3 separate regions of the Mus musculus genome follow, and regions 1 and 3 are each linked to region 2. A link is a contact called in public Hi-C and HiChIP or PLAC-seq data. All regions are on one chromosome and are shown on one strand. The core of a region is the stretch at or near the end of the contact, and the rest is flanking DNA. Distances in the headings are between cores, read along the strand shown. Region 1 has its middle 19 kb from the start of Gm52771. Region 2 holds the start of Yes1 (YES proto-oncogene 1, Src family tyrosine kinase). Region 3 overlaps Yes1 (YES proto-oncogene 1, Src family tyrosine kinase).

Region 1 (4,699 bases), core at 1,611-4,110, 100 kb before region 2:
TCCTCTAACACTAACCACCAAACACTAACCCAAACCCTACCCCCTAACTCCTTAACCCTAACACCCTGACCCTAATACTCTAACCCTAACTCCCAAACCCTAATCCTAACCCCAAACTCTTAAGCCTAAAACGCTAACCCTCTAACACTTACCCAAACCCTAGCCCCCTAACTTCTTAACCCTAACACCCTAACCCTAACCACCTGACACCAACCCCCTAACCATAACCCCTAACCATTAACCCATAAACTAACCCCAAACTCCTGACCCCCTAAACCTAACCCTAACACCTCACACCTAACCCTGACCCTCTAGCCCTAACCCTAACCACTAAACCTATCCCAAAACCCCTAACCTTGACGCTATATTCCTAAACCTAACAGACTAACCCTAATCTATGAAACCTAACACCCTAAACAAAACACTAACCACTAACACATAACCCTAACCCTGAACCCTCAGCCTGACATTCATCCTCACCATAACCCCATTAACCATGACCCTAACCTTAACAACCCTAACACTGTCCCTAACCCTAACCCTAATCCCTAAAAACTAATCCTAACCCATAACCATAACCCTCTAACTCTAATCCAAACCCCCCAAATAACCCCCCCTAAAGCTAGTTTCATATCCTATGCCCTATATAACCCATAAGCCTTATTCCTTAACTCCCAAAACCATAGCTCCCCATAAACGGAACCCAAACCAGGAACCCTGAACCCTAATCGTAACCCTAAACATAAAACCCTAACCACCCTACACATAACCATAACCTTAACCCTAACCCCTAACCCGTATCACCTAACCCCTAAAATAAGGCAAACCCAAACACTAACCCCTAAAACTAACCCATAGCTCTAACCCTGAAACCAAAACCTAACCCTGAATCCTAACCCTGAACCTTCACCTTCACCAACACCCTCATCCAAACTCTAACCACTCTGACTTTAAATCTAACAACCCTAACCTTAACAACTCTAACACTAGCCCTAACCCCTAAATGGAACCCCTAACCCTAACCATTAACCCCTACCCCCTAACTCCTAAACCTAATTCACAGACTAACCCTAACCCTAACCCTGAAATGAAACCCTAGCCCTGAATCCTAACCCTGAACTGTCACCTTCACATTCACACTCACCCTAACCTTAACCCCCATAACCCTAACAAACCTATCCCTAACATCCTAAATTTAACCCTAACCCTAACCCTAGAAGTGAACACTAACCTTGAACCCAAACGCTGAACCCTAACCCTCACATTCACCCTCACTCTAGCCTCTCTAGCCCTAATCCCAAGCCTAGCAACCCTAACCCTTAACTCTAACCCTCTAATCTTAACCCTATAAGCCTAACCCTAACCCAAACACTAACCATAAAACTGTAACCCTAACCACTAACCCCTAAACTCAAACCACCCTCTAATCCTAAAACTAACCCCAACCATAACCACATGCGCCATATAACCATGTGGCGCCACCACACCTCTAATCCCATGACCTTGAACTCGGAGATCTTCAAATGTTTAAATTTTTAAAATTCATTTATCTAGTCATTTCTTTTCTTTCTTTCTTTCTTTCTTTCTTTCTTTCTTTCTTTCTTTCTTTCTTTCTTTCTTTCGTCCTTTCTCTTTCTTCCTTTCTCTTTCTTTCTTTCTCTTTCTTTCCTTTCTTTCTTTCTTTCTTCCTTTCTTTCCTTTCTTTCTTTCTTCCTTTCTTTCCTTTCTTTCCTTTCTTTCTTTCTTTCCTTTCTTCCTTTCTTTCCTTCCTTTCTCTTTCTTCCTTTCTCTTTCTTTCTTTCCTTTCTTTCTTTCTTTCTTCCTTTCTTTCTTTCTTCCTTTCTTCCTTTCTTTCCTTTCTTTCTTCCTTTCTTTCCTTTCTTTCTTTCCTTTCTTTCCTTTCTTTCTTTCTTTCCTTTCTTCCTTTCTTTCCTTTCTTTCCTTTCTTTCTTTCCTTTCTTTCTTTCCTTTCTTTCTTTCCTTTCTTTCTTTCTTTCTCTTTCTTTCTTTCTTTCCTTTCTTTCTTTCCTTTCTTTCTTTCTTTCTCTTTCTCTCTCTCTCTCTTTTTTCTTTCTTTCTTTCTTTCTTTCTTTCTTTCTTTCTTTCTTTCTTTCTTTCTTTCTTTCTTTCTTTCTTCTTTCTTTCTTTCTTTTTGCTTTTTTTCGAGACAGGGTTTCTCTGTATTGCCCTGGCTGTCCTGGAACTCACTCTGTAGACCAGGCTGGCCTCGAACTCAGAAATCCACCTGCCTCTGCCTCCCGAGCGCTGGGATTAAAGGCGTGCGCCACCACGCCCAGCCATTAGTCATTTCTTTAATTAATTTAGTCTTGGTTTTTTTTTTCGAGACTCAGCTGGTATTTTTTCCTATTTTTTTGTCTCCCCCCCCCCCCCCCAGAGCTGAGGACCGAACCCAGGGCCTTGCACTTGCTAGGCAAGCACTCTACCACTGAGCTAAATCTTCAACTCCTCCTATTTTTTATTTTTAAATTTTTAAAGGTTTAGATTTATTTATTTATTTATTTATTTATTCAGAATTATTTCTTTATTGAATTTTTTTTTTTTCTGAGACTGGGTGTCTCTGGGTTGAACCCCGAGACGGTTTCTCTCGCGCGCCACCCGGTGGCGACAAGTTGTCACTCCAACGCTCCGCTCCGGTCGGTGTCAAAGGATATGGATTTGCCTGCGGTCAACCGGCCAGCCTGAGGGAAGGGCGGGCAGTCGAGCGGCTTCGACCCGGTGACGGGGTCGCGTTTTAAAACAGTAGGTTACCGGGAGATTGTATCTGGAGCTACACAGGTGGGACCTACAACTCCCACCTTGCCTCGGTGCTTTTGTGATGTCACTTCCTGTAGCAAACAGGAAGTAACACCCGAGGCAGGAAATGACTACAACTCCCAGCATGCTTAAACACTAACTTCCTGCGCCAGACAGGAAGTTCCTCCGTTCCCAACAGGAAGTGAGTTCTTCTAGGGAAGAACTCGGAGCGTCAGCGACGACGAGGATTTCCGGTTTTGAGTTCGCTGCCCGGAAACAAACAGGGCATGCCGCATGCGTAGTTCCTCTCCTTGCCGAACCCAGTTTTCCTGGTCCTCTCCGCGTCGCCACCTCTGAGCAGCGCGACCTGATCTCCGGTTTCCCCGCAGCGACTACCGTTACCCCCGGCGACTCCAGTGACGTCACCGGGTCAGGTCCTGACCGAAGAGCCTTGGGCGACCCGTCACCACTCCTCGCCTGTTGACGTGTGCTGCAGCTGTACATGTGTACATGTGTACATGTGTGCCTGTTGTGTGATGCCAATGTACATGTGAACATGGGTCCCTCGTATGTGATGCTGCTGCACATGTAAATATGTGTGCCTGATGTGTCATGCTGTTGCACATGTTTACATGTGTGCCTGTTGTGTGATGCTGCTGTACTTGTGTACATGTGTGCCTGGTGTGTTATTAACCTGTAAATGTATGCCTAGTGTGTGTTGCCACTTTACATGTGTGCCGGGAGTGTGATTCTGCTGCACATGTGGACATGTGGGCCTGGTATGTGATGCTGCTGCACATGTGGACATGTGGGCCTGGTATGTGATGCTGCTGCACATGTGGACATGTGGGCCTGGTGTGTGATGCTGCTGTTCATGTGTCCTGGAGTTTGCCTGGTGTGTGATGCCACTTTACATGTGATCCAGGTGTTAGATGATGCTGTACATGTGTTCAGGTGTGCCTGGTATGTGTTGCTGTAGCACATGGGTACAGGTGTGGCTCTTTATGTGATGCTGCTGCACATGGGTTCATTTGTGCTGTGTGTGTGATACTCAGTGTGACACTCAGATACTCATGCAAACATCAGCTTTTATTTGTATGAGGGACTTGTGCCATGAGAATTTTTGAGAATTTTAGGAATTGTTCTGACCTCTCAAGAACATCAAATAAATAGTAAATGACTGAGATAGCAGAAGCAGCAGCTTTATTACCTCAGAAATAGTTGCATGGCCTGTGAACCACAATGGCTTGAATTTAGCTAGTTTTGATATCCACTCCACTGCCTTAGGCACATCCCAACGTTCACTGACACCCATCATCTGCAAGGACAGACTTCTCACTTCTCTGTAGAGCCATGGTTCCAGAGAGAAGATGCCTTAATTTAGTGCAACCTACTGCTTAGGAAGACTCTTCTGGCATTTCTTTTGCTAGTGTCTACTCCAGAGTTCTCAAAAAAGGATCCAAAGTGCAGACATTGGGATTAGAAATCTGGCTTCAGATCTGAGCCATATGTGAGGGAAGAGATGTGAATTGCTCACAGAACTGCTGTGATGTCTACAAGTGCCCTGGGCTGGATTATGAGATGTGCTGACTCAGGGATGTGTCCATGTTAGGTAAGCACTTTACCACTAAGCTATAATATTCACCCCCATCCTGATGTCTTTTGTTCCAACCAAGAAGGAGCTAGAGAAAGTATCCAAGGAGCTGAAGGGGTTTGCAGCCCCATAGGAGGAACATCAATATGAATTAACCAGTACCCCCAGAGCTCCTTGGATCTAAACCACCAATCAATGAAAACACATGGTGGAACTTGTGGTTCTAGCAGTATATGTAGCACAGGATGGTCTAGGCAGTCATCTGCCGCAGACCCTCTGGATCCCTTTGTCTGCGTGGAATGGGTCTCTAGTTGCAGGTGGGTAAAGGGTGCATGAATTGACAGATAGATG
Region 2 (4,744 bases), core at 887-3,386:
GGAGATCCTGAGTTCAATTCCCAGCAACCACATGGTGGCTCACAACCATCTGTAATGGGATCTGATGCCCTCTTCTGGTGTCTGAAGACAGCGACAGTGTACTTATATAAATAAAATATATTTTTTTAAATTACCCACAGTAGTATGCTATTACTGTTAGAACTATGCAAATTTGAACTGTAAGTAAACAAGGATTTAAACAAGTATACAAGTAGTAATATTTCACTACTCTTTTAGCATATTCTTTTATTTATATATGCAATGAAATAAAATTTTATTTGCAAAGACAATGGGTTTTTTTGAGAATTTCTTCAACTAAAAACAATTTTTGACTATATATTAATATTATCCTTTGGCCATGAGATAAATTTCACACCTATCCCAAGAAGACAGGTCAAGGCTGTAATTTCACTTTCAGTTGAACAGAAAGGAGTCAATTTTGTGGTTTGTGAAGTCAGCAAAAACTAGCTACAAAATTAAAGGTATAACATTACCGTAGTTTTATGGCAAAGCACACATTTTAAAAGCTTTTATTTTATCCTGGAAATATGGAATATAAACAGTCTTGTATCTAAGTTTCAATCAAAGGCAATCTTCTCCCTCCCCTAAATTTAGGACCTACTGAAATGTCAACCAGCATCTACATTTTCACTGAGGTTTTGCTGGTATTCAAAAATAAGATATAGCTAAATGCATTTAGCAAGCGGAAAAAATTCCTGAAGAACAACTTTCCTACAGTTGTATTCTCTCTCATATATGTTGCATATAAGAACTTTGGCTTTTAATTTAACACTCCCTATCTGCCCACTCAAAATGTTTCTAGTCCACACCATTGTGCTGGTTAATAGAGGTAGCACACATTTGGCCTTAAATTGAGTCACACATGCACACTTAATAACATTTTCATTAGTGAGTAATTTAAATTTAGAAATTTAACAGGATGTTTAAACTCACTTTCAATTGCCAATTTTGGTCAGTAATTTTACACGAAATACATGAATATACCATACCGAAATATCCTGTGAAATCACATGTAAAAAACACAGCTGTGGAACACACAAGAGAGGTACAAAGTTATGTTTCAACTGCATACTTTTCGTTTATTTACTTTGATAACTGTCATTTCCACTGCTGTTCCAATCACTTATGCAAAGAATAACTACATCAAAACTACGCTATGCCCCATTCACAATCCCTATACCAGAAACGATATTCCCACTTTTTAAAAACAACTCTTTCTCAAGCCCAATAAAGCAAAAGCTGGAAGCAATTATCAAGAAGCAAAACACAAACAAAATTTTCGTTGACACAGGAGGACAGAGAACCGAACTCACGGGGAGGCGGAGTGGCAAGGCACTTAAAAGTGGCCGCTGATTGTAACACGTCCCAACACCCTCAAACCCAAACAAAGGAAAACTTTATAAACAGGTCGTGGTTTGCAATCAAACCAAGTACAACCCGCCGCTCACCCGCTCGCTCCACGAGTTCCACTCCTCGCTCCAGACAGTTGCTGCGGGCGTCCGGCGACACAGACCTCCAGCCGCTAGGACGAGAAGGGGCCGCTGCCCTACCCTCTGGTCCTCATTCGGGAGTGACCCCACGTCCTTTGGGGTGGAGGGTGCAGCGGCGGCACCACATAGGCTGGACCACTATCCGGACTCCCGCAGAATCGGGAAGTACTGGACAGGGCGGAGACCGAGGCACTGGGCAAGCAGGTAGTGAGCCCAGGAGACGAGACACTCACGCCCGCCAGCCAGACCGCGGGAGGGGAGAAGTTTCTCCTCAACTTCCAGACTCCGGGACCAGTAGGCGGACAGCGGCAGGGGCGGCGGCGCCTCGAGAAGCCCGGGAGCAGGAGGGTGGATGCCGAGGCCTAGAGCTGCCCGGTCCGGGTCAGCTGCCTACGTCGCGAGGCCACGCCGCGAGCTTACCTGAGTCCGGCCGCACTCGCACGGGTCGCCGCGGGGAGAAGGCGGCCGGCCGAGGTGGACGCCCGCGGGTCCCTCTCCCTTCTCCACCTCCAGGTCGCGGGGCGCCAGGAGGCAGCGACGGCGGCGCAGCCGGCCCGGGACGCTTTACTTGAGGAGGAGGGAACTCCCGGACGCCCGCACCCCGCGGCCTCCCTCTCTCCTCCTCTCGCCGCCGGCCCCGCCCCTCCGCTCCGGATCGCGCGCGGGGCGGGGGTTGCGGCTACCTGCGCGCGCCCGCTCACCGGAACTCGCGCTCTGCTGTCTGCTGGGAGCGCCTTCCGGCGCGGGAGCTCTGCGCGGGGTCCGCGGGCCGCTGGGAGGCCCGGCCGTGTCGTGCCTGCCGGCCCAACATGGCGCCAGGGGTCAGGCGTGCTCCCGAGGGGGCGTGAGGAGAAAGCAGCAGCGGCATGTGGTTCCCTGCCTTGCCCGCACGCCGACTACCGCAACGGGCGAAGCGGGGCTCCGCCTGGCTCACCGAAACACTGAGGGGTGTGGGGCTTTGTTTTCGGAGGGTGATCGGGGTTGGGGTTCTTTGGAGAAAGGTTGACTGTTCATTTCTCAGCTTTGTGCCTCCGCACCCTTTGTCACTGATAGTAAAATCACAGTCGAACCGCGTGAGCCATCAGGGCAGTGCTGACACCTTGGTTCTCGTCTGGCCGCAGAAGCTTCCTGTTGACTGTAGGTCGAACCAGCCTTGCCGCGCGAGTAGAACCGAACCTGAGTTGTGTTGGCAATTCTCCCAGGAATGGTGGCTCTCACTTAGAGTGGGACAGCATTGTATTTGATCCTCGTAATAGGGAACCCGGACAGGCACTGTGACTCTTCTTGACAGCTATGAAAGCTGACGTTTGGGCCCCTTGAAGTGAAGAAGTCAAGATGAAAGGTTTTTTGTTTGTTTTCCCTCCGAAGGCCTTGCATCGTTTTTTCTGCTTGCCTTGTAGAAAAAGGAAGGGTTTAGGAGGAACTGAGGTACAAGATTGAGAGGGTCAAAAGACAATCTAGAAGTACTCCTGCTAAAGGCACGTCTGCCTTATCACACTCTTAATTTCCCTTTTGTATTTCCTCTTTGGTGGGGTTATTCGAAGTATTAATGTGGGACTGTTGGTTTCCTTTGTGGTTTTCAGAGAAATTCAGCATCATCTTTGACATATCAACTCCGTCAGTAGTCTGGTACTTTAGCAACTTAAATGCACACAGCTTTAAAAAGTTTCTTCAGAGAAAGGAATGGGAATCCACATGAACAACTATGTGTGATGTAGCGCGGTGCTTTATTTTGCCATTGACTGGTGCATTAAGGGGTTTTTTTGTTTTGTTTTGTTTTTTTTTTTTTTTTGTTTTTTTGTTTTTTTGTTTTTCTCTGTATAGCTCTGGCTGTCCTGGAACCCACTTTGTAGACCAGGCTGGCCTCGAACTCAGAAATCCCCCTGCCTCTGCCTACCAAGTGCTAGGATTAAAGGCGTGCGCCACCACCGCCCAGCAAGTTTTTTCTTGAAACTAGAACGTTAGTTACTTGAGCTGTTGCCTTTCTAAACCTACAGATAAAATAGAAATATATTTGTGACCCTAAACTCTCCCAATTTAAAAGACAACAAACAAAAACCCTCTCAATGTTAGTCTAACCTGTTTTGAATTTGTTTTATATTTTATTTTGTTTTACTTTGCTTGCTTTTTTGAGACAGAGTCTTGTGTAGCCCAGGATAGCTTTGAACTTGCTGTGTAGCTGAGGATGATTTTTGAGCCCCTCCTTCTCCTGTCTCTACCTCCCAGTTTCTGGGGTTACAAGTAGGTACCATCACACACAATTTCTGTACTTTAAGGTAGGGAGAGAGTATCAAAAATACACCTACAACTTAAAGGTTACATTTAATGGCTATTTTAGAAATATTCTTAAAGATGGTGACAGGATCTGGGAAATTTTGCTGGGAAATTTTGTTGTTATAGAAACTAGTCATAGCTAAAACCCTGTTTCTGAAATGGTCAGGTGAGTGTCGGCTCATGCATCCCTCTTCACAATGTTACAGTGTGTTAAGACCTATCTTGAAACTTCTGGGAAAATCAGCCCTAGGAAGGAAGGGGAAGGCCAGTGGAAAATTTGAACTATATTAGGTATTTCTAAAACTAAGGTGTTCTTACTTATCAAAGTTGGCTGGAAGTTTGAATTATTAGAAGTTGAACTGATGATGACCAATGGAACCTATGATTCTGCCTGGAAATGTTCTTGCTTAGAATAAAGTGCTTTCGGGGAGAGATTTGCCCACTTCACTAAGGTCCTGGTAATGAGTTTTTCTTCCTGCAACAGTGGGAAGCCATGCACTGTATGATCTCCACCATCCCTACTACGAGACAGACTTTTCTTTTCTTTTTTTTTTTTCCTTTTAAAGATTTATTTATTTTTATGTGAGTACAGTGTAGCTGTTTTCAGACACACCAGAAGGGGCGTCAGATCTCATCACAGATGGTTGTGAGCCACCATGTGGTTGCTGGGAATTGAACTCAGGACCTCTGGGAGAGCAGCCAGTGCTCTTAACCGCTAAGCCATCTCTCCAGACCTAGAAAGAGTTTTCAAAGATAACTTTTACGCGCTAGGAGCAGGATGTCCTTGTGTACACATGGCATGTATCTGTGCTGTCCTGGCTTTGCCTTTTCCAGCTGGCCATGCCTACTCCAAGCCCCACCCAGAAAGAGCACAAGAACCATCCTAAGCTAAGATTTGTAGGTTCAGGCATTTCTTCTTTAGTGTGAGGCTCATTATAACAAACTCTCTGAAGCAGTAC
Region 3 (4,241 bases), core at 1,374-3,873, 72 kb before region 2:
CTTAAATGTTAGGTTTGTTTTTTATTTTTATGCTATGCAAATATTAAAAGATTTTTCTCTTGGACTGGATAGAATAATTTCAATTGTATATAACCCTTTAAAAATTAATACACCCTTGTAAAAAGATTAATCCACTTTCTGGTTACCTTCATTATTCAAAGCTGAACAATTTAAGACATGACTGATATGAAAAATTTGTTTTGCTTTCCAGTTCTCTGGACAAAGTGTGAGCATACTGTATTATGCTTCTAACTTCCATGGCTTTTTAAATCAATGTTTTTGATGCTGTTTATAATCCATTCCTTTGCATTTGGAAGACTTGGCCCATTTTCACACAAAAGGAGGCCTCTGATAGGAGTGCATGTTGACTATTAAACAGGGAAAAAACAGAACAAAACAAACAAAAAAAAACTTTGAGAAAAAAAATTCTAGAAAATTTAAAAAACTGGAATGGAATTATTTGGTCCCATGAAGTTCTTTGATCTTAGAATTTTCCTGTGGAGTAACAGCCAAGTTTTATACATACCAAGAAGTAGTTTTCTCTTGGCAAGTTTGGGGAAGAAAAGGCAATGACCAGTAGTCCTGTTGCTCTTTCTTACCATGCTACACCCACAATCACACTCTCTAGCTCTACTTTCTCTGGACCCTGAAGTATGCTGTAAGATGCATCATTGGTACTTTAGAGTTTAATGCTTGGAGAAAAAAAAAGTGGTTTTGAGTAACCGTATCTGGAATTCCAGTTTACCATAAGAAACATGCCGAGTGAAGCATATCTTCTCATTTCTGTGCAGGAAGAACTCACACAAGGTCTCTCTGTTTTGGCAGATCTGTGCACACAGGTTACTTGGATTATAAATTTTCTCCTGGTTGGTACTGTGGCTCTGTAGCAGTGAAGTAGTCTTCCAAGAAGGACTGAATATATTCAAATGTTGGTCTTTCATCAGGATCCTTCTTCCAGCAAAGATTCATCAATTCATGGAGGGATTCGGGACAGCCCTGGGGGCAAGGCATTCTGTATCCCCGCTCTACTTGTTCCAATACTTCACGGTTTACCATACCTAATGTTAAGATTCAAATATTAAAAACAACAGTCTTGGCCATAAATACCAAAAGAGAGTAAACATCCTAGCTAGTAGCTGAAGAAACATCAAGTTTATCTTGTAAAAAGGCATATCAATTAATATAAAGAAATGTTAAATAATAATCTGTATTTTAATATGACTGTGGTGGTTTGAATATGCTTGGCCCATGGGAAGTGGCACTATTAGGAGGTGTGGCCTTGTTGGAATATGTGTGGTCTTGTTGGAGGAAGTGTGTCACCATGTAGGCAGGCTTTAGGGTCTCCTAGAGGAGATATGGTCTTACTTTGTTGTCTGTTGGTTTGGAACTCACAAAGATCCACCTGTTTTTCCTTCTCAAGTACTGGGATTAAAGCACACAAAACTATACCAGGTTTATGGGCATTTGAATGAGAATGACCTCAAATATGCTTAGTCACCAGTTAACTGAATTGTGTGGCCTTAGGATTAGGCATTGTTGGAGGTGTGTCACTAGGACTATGCTTTGAGGTTTTAAAGGCAATGCCAGGACTAATGTTTCTTTCTCTTTCTCTGCTTGATGCTTGCTCATCAGGATATAATGCTCTCAACTACTGCTTCCTTGCCAGGTCTGTATGCTCCCTGCCCTGGGGACCCTGGACTAACCCTCTAAAACTGAAAGCAACTCCCCAGTTAAGTGCTTCCCTTTTAAGAGTTGCCTTGGTCACACTGTCATTTCACAGTAACTAAAACGGCTCTTTCCTCCTCCCACTAAATCAGCGGTTTTCAACCTGTGGGCTACAACCTCTTTGGAGGGTTAAACAGCTCTTTCACAAGGGTCATATACCAAGAGATCCTCCATATCAAATATTTATATTACAATTCATAACAATAGCAAACTTAGAGTTATGAAGTAGCAACAAAAATAATTTTATGGTTTAGGGTCACCTCAACATGAGAATTCTGTATTAAAGGGTCATTAGGAAAGTTGAGAACCACCGCAATAAATAATTGTGACTTTATTTTTCTTCTACAGAATATAAAATTTTGCACCAATAGACCTATTTTATGTTTGAAGGGACTCTGACCAGCTTGAGCATGGTGGGCATGGCTCTGGTAGGCTTTGTCTTTCTCTAAAAACCATTAGACTACATACCTAAAGCTGGCCACTAAGGTCTCTTCCTTTATTTGGCCACTTCCTCCTCCTGAAGCTGACCACTAAGGCCCAGCTATCAAAGTATTGAAGTCTAGCAATCAAAAGTCTCCTTTGACTCAGGAGGCAGAGGTAGGCGGATTTCTGAGTTTGAGGCCAGCCTGGTCTACAAAGTGAGTTCCAGGACAGCCAGGACTATACAGAGAAACCCTGTCTCGAAAAAGCCACAAAACAAAAAAAAAAAAAACAAAAAAAAAAAGCTTCCTTTGGCTCACCTAATGAATACACCCAATTAAAATTAAATACCTTATTCTTACATGGAATTTCCCCCTCTACCTTTATAAGCCTCCATTTGCCTAAGGGGCCACATCTGTCTCTATCCAGAGGCAGTCCTTTGTCCTCCAGGGCAAATACGCCTCTCTCCCTCTCCCCTCCCCTTCTCCTTGTCCTCTATCTCTCGTCTGTCTCTTATTCACTGCCCTCTCCCACGGAGGCAAACAAATCTCCTTTGTGCTGAGAACCTGATTGTGGGGGTCCTGAGCAGATACTATTTCTGACAACGTTGACATTCTGAATTACACACAGTGGATTTGTTTTTCTACAGGACATTCGGTTTTAACAGTAAATGTACTGTCAAATCACCTGGTTCTTCCTTGGCAAGACCTGGCTTCAGGTTTTGTTTAATTTTGCCTCTTCTACTAGAGCACTGTTGAGAAACATAGTCCAGGAATAGTGTCATGTGAGGAGAATTCTGAGTGCTTATGAGAACATTCTAAGAAAACAAGTCTTGTGACCTAAGTTTCTTGAAAAACATGAAATTATTATTGGAATGTGTTTTTGTGCTCCTCCTAGGTGTAGCATAGGACTTGAGTTTACTTCAGATAGTTCATTAGTTTGTGGTTGTAAATCAATTAGATGCTAAAACTATCCTCTTTATGCCTCTATGGGAATTTTACACAGCTTGAACTCATGAGAACTTTACTCATGTGACCTTTCTTAACCCTCAGAGTACAAACTGTTTGAGGTGCTGAATAAGGTTGGCTATTTAATGAGAGTTTAGTCTCCTTATTTATCAGCTCCATTCTCACAGATTCCTCCTTAGACTTCTTTCTCCTTTGGTCAGTTAAAACAAATAAAAAAAAAACATTGAAGAAAACAAAAACTGATGTCTTTGTTTTGACTTCCATCAGTATGCTCACTTAGAAAATATTGGGGAGAAATGTTATATAAATATAGGACTCATTTTTTAAAAAAAGGAAGCTTCCTTGATCACCATGAAATAAAAAAAAAAACCCAAACAAAACTGGATTATGGATCTGTTTAAATCTCTAGTTGTTTGTAGCAAGATAGCAGATTTTAGATTGTCTATTGTGGCCAAAATGGAAAGTAGACCATGACTAAAACCGCAAAGTGAAATTCCTTAATTTAAGTGTTTTCCCCCCTCTGGCTATATTTACTAGTATATTGAGGGCAGAAGTAGATTTTATCCAGCATTATGATTGTGTTAGGTAGCAATAAAATAGGATCTTAGGCACAATCTCGGCAGAGGGCCCCAAGGTCCCCAGAGGACTCTCCATGCTGCAGGCACCATAGCACATCTGGGGTCTTGAGATCACTGGTGAGTGAAACACACATCCATTCCCAAAACGCAGAAGGTCTGGTGCAGGAACAGGGATAAAGGACAAAGGCAGGCTCTAGCACACCCAGAATCTTGGGATCACTGAGACCAGTCTATGCAGGAGAGCACATGGGCAGCAGAAGCAACAGAGCTTCTTGGACAGGGTCCCTTCGGGCTTTCATCCTCAGTCAGGAGACAGAGCTGAGACCCAGACCCCAGGACACCTTCTCTGTCAGAGGAGAGTCGGCCTCCAGCGAGGGCTCTGACCCCAGGAATCAGGAGGTGGATCTGAGCTCCTGACTTCTGTGCACCTTCCCTGCAAGAGGAGAGCTTGCCTGCAGAGAGTGCTCTGACCACTGGGACTCAGGAGAGAGTTGGACTCCCAGGAGAGCTGACAGAGGCTAAAGAATCACAGCAGGAACAAGCTCCAGTC

The links. A called contact is a pair of places that touch in the nucleus more often than the background predicts. HiChIP or PLAC-seq counts read pairs in DNA pulled down with a chosen protein or histone mark.
Region 1: a Hi-C map of nephron progenitors shows a contact between it and region 2, with 4 times the contacts expected there. The contact joins the enhancer-like site here to the promoter of Yes1 in region 2. A contact is called at or near these places in 1 of 39 promoter capture datasets (3T3-L1-derived adipocytes), 21 of 484 Hi-C or Micro-C datasets (CD4 T cells, CD8 central memory T cells, the HL-1 cell line and 13 more), 10 of 115 datasets of contacts at active chromatin or transcription factors (effector CD8 T cells, embryonic stem cells, epiblast stem cells and 4 more) and 2 of 9 other capture datasets (adipose tissue and liver).
Region 3: an H3K27ac HiChIP or PLAC-seq map of extraembryonic endoderm stem cells shows a contact between it and region 2. The contact joins the enhancer-like site here to the promoter of Yes1 in region 2. A contact is called at or near these places in 1 of 484 Hi-C or Micro-C datasets (nephron progenitors), 6 of 115 datasets of contacts at active chromatin or transcription factors (embryonic stem cells, extraembryonic endoderm stem cells, intestinal crypt epithelium and 1 more) and 4 of 9 other capture datasets (adipose tissue, embryonic stem cells, liver and 1 more).

What each region holds. Positions count from the first base shown.
Region 1 is chr5:32,712,317-32,717,015 of GRCm38.p6, reverse strand. No RefSeq gene overlaps it. Among named protein-coding and RNA genes, the nearest start is that of Gm52771, 19 kb to the left of the region's middle. Within about 2 kb of position 2,860, at least 390 of the 459 cell types and tissues checked have an H3K27ac peak or open chromatin away from gene starts, as enhancers often do. A contact at or near this core is called in 3T3-L1-derived adipocytes, CD8 central memory T cells, the HL-1 cell line and 14 more, where this site is marked.
Region 2 is chr5:32,608,563-32,613,306 of GRCm38.p6, reverse strand. Yes1 (YES proto-oncogene 1, Src family tyrosine kinase) reads right to left here and starts at 2,136. Exons shown (of 12, transcript NM_001205132.1): 1 at 1,932-2,136. It overlaps Gm10461 (collagen alpha-1(II) chain), which reads left to right. Exons shown (of 2, transcript XM_030254958.1): 2 at 1,255-4,744. The coding sequence ends at 2,083.
Region 3 is chr5:32,681,368-32,685,608 of GRCm38.p6, reverse strand. Yes1 (YES proto-oncogene 1, Src family tyrosine kinase) reads right to left here. Exons shown (of 12, transcript NM_001205132.1): 12 at 1-1,058. The coding sequence ends at 850. Among named protein-coding and RNA genes, the nearest start is that of Gm52771, 50 kb to the left of the region's middle. Within about 2 kb of position 2,623, at least 10 of the 459 cell types and tissues checked have an H3K27ac peak or open chromatin away from gene starts, as enhancers often do. A contact at or near this core is called in extraembryonic endoderm stem cells, where this site is marked.